Linked DNA regions of Anas platyrhynchos: region 2 is linked to region 1. The links are chromatin contacts, called in public Hi-C maps. All regions are on one chromosome and are shown on one strand. The core of a region is the stretch at or near the end of the contact, and the rest is flanking DNA. Distances in the headings are between cores, read along the strand shown.

Region 1 (4,129 bases), core at 769-3,268:
CATGCCAAAGCCAGGATAAACTCCTCCAACCTTCACAAAATATTCTGCCATTAAATATCCCAATAACAGTGTTCACCACAAGTTCATCACACCTCCATCTGCTCTATCAACCTGCCTTTAGTTTTTGCCAGACCCAAGCAAAGATTGCTTTTCTTCCTGTTTGCCCTTTAATACATCCTTTGTAACAGTGACTGATTATTATACATTAGGTTCATGATCTGAATGATGGACACATAGGTCAACTAATTAAAAAACAACAAACGACTTCAAACTTAAGAACAAACAAGGAAACTGCTCTACACAATACTGTATGGACATTGTTTGCAAGCTGAGCTTTCTCTTTTTGTTCTATCTCAAGATACCTAAGTAGACTGCTCACACCCCAGCATTTGCAAAACCTGGCATAGAAGTTGACAGATTTAGTTTAGCAGTAAAAATGACTTACTTTTTTGCTTTGTACACATAAGCACACCTCTTGCCCAAGTAGAACTCTGTCTCCTGGCGAGCATAGACCCCTTCAATTTTCAGAAGGGCGGTGTGCTCCCGCTGGTTTCGGAGGCCACGTTTGTAGCCAGCAAAAATGGCCTTAGACCACAACCTAAAGACATTGAAAATGTACAAATTAACTCAGTCCAAAACGTTAAAGATAAAGCCAAACAACGTGCTCATTCAGAACAAACTATTTCCACACCAATAGAAATTTAGCTGGAGGAAAAAAAACAGTTCTACCAATTCTACCAGTTACTGCAGTTCTACCAATTACTGCAAGTCTTTACATTCAAGGAAGAAAGCTAAGTAACTGGGACAGTAGTCTACACACGTATACCACATAGAGTTTCTTGTGCTGCAGTTAAGCATGAGCTGCTGCAGCCAAAGATATTAGCAGCAATTCATTTGCAGCCTCAAACTGCAGTTTATGCGGACAGGCAGAAATAGAGGCCTACAACTCAGCGCACATGTGCTGGACTAACACAAACTCAACAATTCTCTATGACAAAAACTTGTGTTATACGCTTAAACCAATGGCATGGCTTATTCCACAAAACATGACCGTGTCACAACTGTATACAGCAACCATAATACCATGGTATTAAGCTAAATAACCCAATTCTATCTTCCACACAAAATAAACTGCATATAAATATTAAAACAAAACCCTAAGATTCAGTGTTAATCCCTCCACTATCTGTGAACCCAATCCTCCCTGTATCTATAGAAGAACACATCAGTGCTACAGAACCTCCATTAATCAATGAAACACTAAGATCAAAACCAAGACTACTCCAACTAATATTAACAGTCAACAATCTACTGACAGGCGTGGGACAAAACAAACAGCTACAAGCAGTTCAAGGCAAGGATTTCAGAATACGCATACCCAATTGTGGCGGTCTGACAGACACCCAGGATACTCAGGTGTACTGGCTAGAGAAGCTGCCGTGGAAGACCAGAGCAAGCACAAAACACAACCCACTGCCCGCAGCTTTAGCCAAACACTCACAAACGCCCCGTTTTTAGCAGAACCTGCCAAATCACGCAGCGTGGGGCGGCTCACTCACCTCCCGCTCATGGTGTCCTCCTGCAGCCCTGGTCCCGGCAGGCCTAGAACGACACACACACACCCCGTCAGCCTCCCCCGGCCCTGCCCGACCGCTACCTCCACCCCCGGGGCCTGCCCCTGCCTCACAGCGGGGGTGCGGGGGAGCCCTCGGCCGCCTCCCGGCACCGGCCGCTCCAGGCCTCAGGCGGCCTCCCGGCACCATCCGCCGCGCATCGGCGCCATCCCGCCCGCTCCTCGTCCCGCACGGCGCCAGACGGAACGCCCCGGGGGCCCCGCACCCGCCGGCAGCCCGATGGCGGGGGCAGCCCCCCCCGGTCCCGGCCCGGTGCCGCCGCGGCCCCGCTCACCCCTATGGCTGCGCACCAAGATGGCGGCGAAAGGGAGAACCCCGCGCGCTGCCTGCCGGGATACTCTCCGAGAAGGCCCCCACCGGCGGGCGGCCCCAATAGAGCCTGAGTGAAAAAAATAAATAGAAGCGACCCCAACAGCGCGCGGACACCGGCCCCGGGTCTCCGAGTGTCCGGTTTGGCGTCCGTTTTATTTTACTGGGGGGGAAGAACGGAGGGGAGTCGCTATAACCGTTGTTCAGGCAGTCCCACGGGCAGCCCCGCAAGGCCCCCGGAGCCGGGCGGTTGCCATGGAGACGGGGCCGCGGGGCCCGGTGAGCGCCGGGCCTGGGCCGGGAGGGGGGGGGAGCGGGGTTTGTGTGTGTGTGAGCGGGGATAAAATATAAACAGGGCTTTTTCTTACAGATCGGAGTGGAGGAGGGATGGAGGATTGTGAATTCTCCGAATTCTTCTGTTAGCTTCTGTTTTGAGGAAGGAATAAAGCAAAGTTCGCTCAGGTACCAGTGAGGAGCGCCCACCGCTCAGATATTCCTGATTTAAGGCCCAGCTGCTGCCGCTGTGGGGATTCAGAATTTTATTTATTTATTTATTTATTTATTTTTTCAAAACTGAGCTGTCAGAGATGTGACATTCTCAGCTTTGAGTTTTCTCATTGGTGTTTGTTAGTATATTCTTAAATAACTAAAAGAAATGCTGCAAAAAAAAAAAATGCTGCCCTTGAAGCCACTTCAGTTTGTCAGGGAGGATGGGAGAAATGTGCCTCCACGAATCTCACACAGCAGAGGGAGTTGCAATCCCCAGAGGAACAAGGCCAGACCTTTTATCCAGTTGTTTTAAAAATTATGTCTTGATATGTTTTTCTTTCCCTTTAGATCAGCAGAGAAAGAATGTCAGCCTAAGCTCTTGGGGGAAGCTGAATCCCTCACATACCTCTCTTTTTATTAATAGAGCTTAGCGAAGGAGTTCAGCAAAGCTCAGAGATTAAGGTCAATGTCAATATCAGGATGGTCTGCGGGCACTGCGTTAATACTAAAATCCAGTGAGAGCACCTCGCTGCTTGTAGCATTTCTAAATGCCCCAGACAGTGGTTTCCTTCCCACTTCCAAGTCAACATAAGCCCAGGCAGAGCTTACTGGTTTGGCACAAGCATTTGCTGAGTGAGTATATGCCTGTTAGAGCAGCTGTAAGAGGAGATATGTAGGAGGAGCAAACCAGCAAGTTTTAGAGAAACATTCCTGCTGTGAAGTTTTCTTAACACACATTAACAGCTTGAGTTAACTCTCTGCTGGACAGAAGTTGTTCATGCAATAGGGGAAAAGCATTCCATCTGCCTTTACTTCCAGCTAAGTCACTTTTTCCTGTGAGAGCTGCAAGCGTTATTTCTACTTTGAAGAATGCTGTCATAGTCATCGGTGAAAGCTCTCTCACAACAATGCTTTTTTCTCCATATTTTTAGCATTAAGACTCCACATGAATTAGATTATTCACTGTTATTTAATCTCAATATGTAGATAATAGATTTCTTAAAAAGATAAAAATGTATGAGAAATTTAAAAAATCATTTTATTAGTGCCTGTTAGCTGGAAACAAATACATAAAATCTACACTTTTATTTCATTCTAACTGTTATGGTATTAACAGACATCTCATAGACCTTAACTAAAAAGTGACCGTATATTCCACTCCAGTGAAATTAATTTCATGCTGTAGTTGTAAATTACTCTATTTTCTTCAACAGAAACAACAAAGAGATAGAAAGACAAATGGTACCAGTTTCTGAACTCGCACAGCAAATATGCCTATTTTTTAAACATTTGTAAAGTTGCTTATGAAAAATCACTGATTCCCAGTGATCCAGGGCATGTCTGCATCTAAACCTTTTTGGTTTTTAGTAGACTACAGACATGTTTTATCCCGTTAGTCAGGTTAACAGGCATTGTCTGATGCATTTCCATGGTTTGCTTACAGATTGGGCTGTAATATTCTGCAGGCCTGGAGTATGTTTATGCAAGGGTTTTACAGATGGCAGAAACTCAGTCGTAGGAACAGCAGCCAAAATGTTAGTAGATGTCGATGCTTCCATTGCGATGACATGCGGGATCTCAGCCATCTCAGGCTCCCCCTGTGCTAGGTGCTCTACCAGAAATACCTGTTTTAGGAGCAGAGGGATTGTCTAATAGCTTACCAAAACTCATTAAAAGCCTCGGATAATTTCTCTTAT
Region 2 (4,075 bases), core at 1,162-3,661, 210 kb after region 1:
GAGACAAGAGCATTTTGGCCTCCTGACAGCTCTCAGCAGGGCTCTGTGAGGGACATCAGCTGGGACAAGCAGCCAAAGCCACCAGGAAGGTGGCACGCAGCCCCCGGGGGCGAGCACAGCTGCTGGCCCCCCGCGGGTTCCCCAGGAGCTGGGCCAGCAGCTCCGGCCGCAGCCCCGGGCAGTTGGAGATGGGCGGAAAACCACCCCCAAACCCCATGCAAATATTTGCATTTCCAGAGCTTTTCCAAGTATTGGGGAACGCTGACCAAGCAGCCGTGTGGGCGATGCAGACATGCCGAAAGGGGTCCGATCGGCTTTTTTTGGGCAGGGTTTCAAAGGTCAAGCGCTTCTGTTTAAAGAAAGAAAAAGCTAACCAAGCAGAGAGGGTTTGCCCGCACACCATGCCCCCTCCAGCAGCTCCTCGGAGCACAGCACCCACCACGATGCCCGTGGCACTGGGTTCCCTGAGCCTTAAATTGCCAGGGCCTGGCGGGGCGAATGGCTCTGCTGGGTGCTCCGTTTTCCTTCCCCATCTAAGGGATTTTTTGGCAGGAAAGGGGAATCCCGGTGCAGTCCTCAGGGGAGCTGGTCAGCCCTACAGCACCCTGGGGCTGTGAGGAGTGCCCTGGCTGGGTTTGAAGCGATGGGGCTGGCCCAAAACCTCACCTGGTCCTGTGCCAGGAGGCGGGTGCTCACCTGCCTTTGGCTCCTGCCCGTCCTGCCTGCCCTTGCCTGCAGCAGCAGCCTGTGGGGACACGGGGGATGACGGAGCCTGGTGGAGCACCCTGTGGCTGTACCTGGCACCGTGTGCTGTGCTCGGGGGACACAGGGAGGCCCAGGACATGAGCAGATTTGGGCAGGGAGCAGTGAGGAAGGTCACGGCGATGCTGCAGAGCCAGGCAGGGACCAGGAGCCAGCCCCACTGCCGGCCCCGGGGCTACGTGCGCCAAGGGGAGCAGGCTCCAGCATGTGCCAGCCCGGGCGGCACCGCGGGGCGTGCAGCACGTGTGTGTGCACGTCAGGGCAGGGCTCGGCCTCTCCAGGCCAAGGGATACGTGCGGCTCTTCCCCAGGGCGATGGGCTCAGGGGGCTGAGCAGAGGGTGGGGGACGCAGGGCAGCGGGACGGTCGTGGTGCAGCGCACTGCGACCCTCAGGGTGCAGGGTGTGGGCAGGGGGGCTGTGGTGCGTGGCACCCCGGGCACCCCATGTCCCTCACCTTCACGTAGCCGTCGCAGTGAGAGCAGTAGATGATGTGCTGCCGGCGGGGACGCTGGCACCTGCACCAGGGCTGCCGAATCGCTGTGCCACAGAGCTGCAGGACGTCCTCCCAGGTCCCTGGTGCGGGCGACACGATGGGGACACCGCTCCCCCCAACCCCCTGCTCTTGTATCCCGCACCCATCCGGGCGCCTCACCTGGCTGGGGGAGCCCCAGGCAGGCGATGCTGAACAGGATGAGGCTGGTGGCAGCCAGGATGGAGATGAGGAAGATGGTGCTGGAGATGGGGAGCAGCAGCAGGACGCGCAGAGCCAGCCAGCTGCACCTGCGGCAGGAGCGAGGGGAGGTCGGGAGCGAGCAGGCAGCGGGGTGCCCAGGCCCAGGGGGAGGTGGGCATGGGGGAAGAAGCAGCTCGGGGATGGCAGAGCTGATGCCCAGCTCCAACATCTGCAGGATGCCGACGTGGAAGGGCGGCTCTGTCACCCCGGGTGGGCAGGATGGGGCTTGGCACGCTGCCGTGGGGCGACTTACGGGCCCAGGAGCAGCAAGCAGAGGCACAGGAGGATGGAGAAGAGAAGGGGGGTGACGGGCTCCATGCTGGGCTGGGCAGCTGCCTGAAATTGGCCTCGCTGGGTGGTTGGCATCCCCTTCTCCTGGCCGCAGCCCAATGCCCCCACGCTGCTCCCACAGCAACCCCCAGAACCCCAGCCCCATGGCAACCGCAGCGGGGTGCTGGGGACGCTTTTGGGGTGCAGGTGGCACCCTGGCTCCTGCAGGACCCCTCTGCCTGAGTGTGGAAGGGCTTGAAGATGTCTGAAATCCCAGTATAAACCAGAGCCTGTGTGCCTCGGGGTGCTGGGGGGGTCACCAGGACCTCACCCCGGTGCTGGCACTGAGTGTGGGTGCAGAGCTGCGGTGCTGAGCAGGGCTGGCCCTGCCCTCTAGCGTCATGGGAGCTGCTCCCCGCGGGGCCCAGCCCCGTGCTGCCACGAGCAGGGCAGGTGCCACCACCGGGAAGGACAGACGGAAGGTGGCAGGCGTGGTGGCACCACCTCGCCCCCAGCCACCGCCGCAGAGGGGGCAGGAGGACGCACGGGGACCCCAGCACCACAGGACCCCCACCCAAACCCATCCGTGGGGTGCCCCAAGGGGCGGGCAGGCGGTGTCACGGCACCACAGGACCCCACACCCTGGGTTTTGGGGACACGCAGGCGCGATGGCACACGGACAGCCGCTCCTCTGGGTCGATAACCGGGCGGCCGAGGGGGTTGTGGGGCCGCCAATGAGTGCATGGAGCTGGTTAAACTTGAACGAGGCGCCCAAGCCTCCCCGAGGTCCCTGCCCTGGGGACTCTGACCCTGTGTAGGATCGGGGAGGGGACGCGGAGGCAGCCGAGCAGCCGCTGGGACAGAGCCGGGAAGCAGCGGGGCAGGATGGATCCCACCATAGAGCTGGCAGATGACCCCAGGTGGGTTGGGGGGACCCTCCCCGTGCTGCTGGGATGCTTCACAGCCACTTTTGGGAGCGGGATTTTGGGTTAAAGGAAGGGAGGGAGGGAGGCGGGGGGACCCCATGGGGCTGGGTGTCCCCGTGTCCCCAGCAGCGCTCCCTTTCTCCGCAGGTTCCCCCGCTCGCTGGTGGAGATGCTGATCGTGAACTTCAGCGTGCCGCCAGCCTGCTTCTCCCTGCCGCCCACCTCCCGGCAGCTGCTGAAGGGTAAGGGGGGAGCGGGCGGTGCAGGGGGAGCCTCCTCCTGTCCCCCTGGGGAGTGGGACAGGGATGAGGTATGGCAGGGGAAAGCAGGGGGCAGCCCCAAGGAAGGGGGGAGGCAACGGGGTGCTGCTGGGGGCTCAGCTCCCACCCCACAGCCCTGCCCAGGGGGGTGCTGGTGCTGTGCCAAAAGGAACAGGGGACAGGACGCGACCAAACCCCTTTCTCGCCCCTCCCCGGCAGAGCTGGACATGGTCCAACTCTCCATCATGGGCCTGGCCACCATCCTGACGCTGGTGTCGGTCGGCATCTACGTGGAAGAGGCCCTCTACCTCACCCACAAGATCCGCTGCCCCATCAAGATGAAGACCCTCCGCTGGAGCAGCTCGGCCCCCACGGTGAGCTGGGGATGGGGGCGGTGGGGTGGGGGGCACCCGAGGGATCTGAGCACCCCCCTGGGGGGACGGGGAGAGGCTGCGTGCCATGCCCACGTCTCCCCCCAAGGTCGTGGCCGTGTTCAGCTGCTTCGGGCTGTGGATCCCGCGCTCCATGATGGTGGTGGAGATGGCCACCACGATGTGAGTAATGCCTGCCCCGGGGAGAGGGGCTGGGGAGCCCACGGGAGCCGAGCGCCTCCTCTCCTCATCCTCTTCTTCCTCGCCAGGTACTTCTCCATCTGCTTCTACCTCCTGATGCTGGTCATGGTGGAGGGCTTTGGGGGCAAGGAGGCGGTGCTCAGCACCCTGAAGGACGTGCCCATGGTGCTCAACACCGGGCCCTGCTGCTGCTGCTGCCCCTGCCTGCCCCGAATCACCATGAGCAGGTGAGGGAGGGCTGGGGCAGAGGAGAACACCCCCGGCATGGAAACCTCGGGGTGCCACCGACCTCTCTCCCCGTGCCAGGAGCAAGCTGCGGTTGCTGATGCTGGGGACTTTCCAGTACGCCTTCTTCAGGACGGCCGCCGTGTTTCTGGGGCTGGTGCTGTCTGCTGACGGGAACTACAACCCCGCTGATGTGAGTGCTGCAGCGTGGGGCCGGGCAGGGTGACGGCTGGTGGCTCTGGCAGCCCAGACGCATTTCCTGCCTTCCCCTCCCAGATCTCGGCGGAGAGCGTGGCGCTCTGGATCAACACCTTCGTCGGTGCCTC

The links. A called contact is a pair of places that touch in the nucleus more often than the background predicts.
Region 2: a Hi-C map of liver shows a contact between it and region 1, with 2.2 times the contacts expected there. The contact joins the promoter of SLC51A here to the promoter of RPL35A in region 1. A contact is called at or near these places in 2 of 8 Hi-C or Micro-C datasets (liver and subcutaneous adipose tissue).

The regions. Positions count from the first base shown.
Region 1 is chr9:10,202,434-10,206,562 of IASCAAS_PekinDuck_T2T, forward strand. It overlaps RPL35A (ribosomal protein L35a), which reads right to left and starts at 2,019. Exons shown (of 5, transcript XM_027464765.3): 1 at 1,909-2,019; 2 at 1,560-1,602; 3 at 446-598. The coding sequence starts at 1,570. It overlaps IQCG (IQ motif containing G), which reads left to right and starts at 2,120. Exons shown (of 10, transcript XM_027464760.3): 1 at 2,120-2,222.
Region 2 is chr9:10,413,746-10,417,820 of IASCAAS_PekinDuck_T2T, forward strand. It overlaps SLC51A (solute carrier family 51 member A), which reads left to right and starts at 2,412. Exons shown (of 9, transcript XM_027464153.3): 1 at 2,412-2,686; 2 at 2,840-2,934; 3 at 3,172-3,326; 4 at 3,433-3,506; 5 at 3,593-3,751; 6 at 3,831-3,942; 7 at 4,026-4,075. The coding sequence starts at 2,652.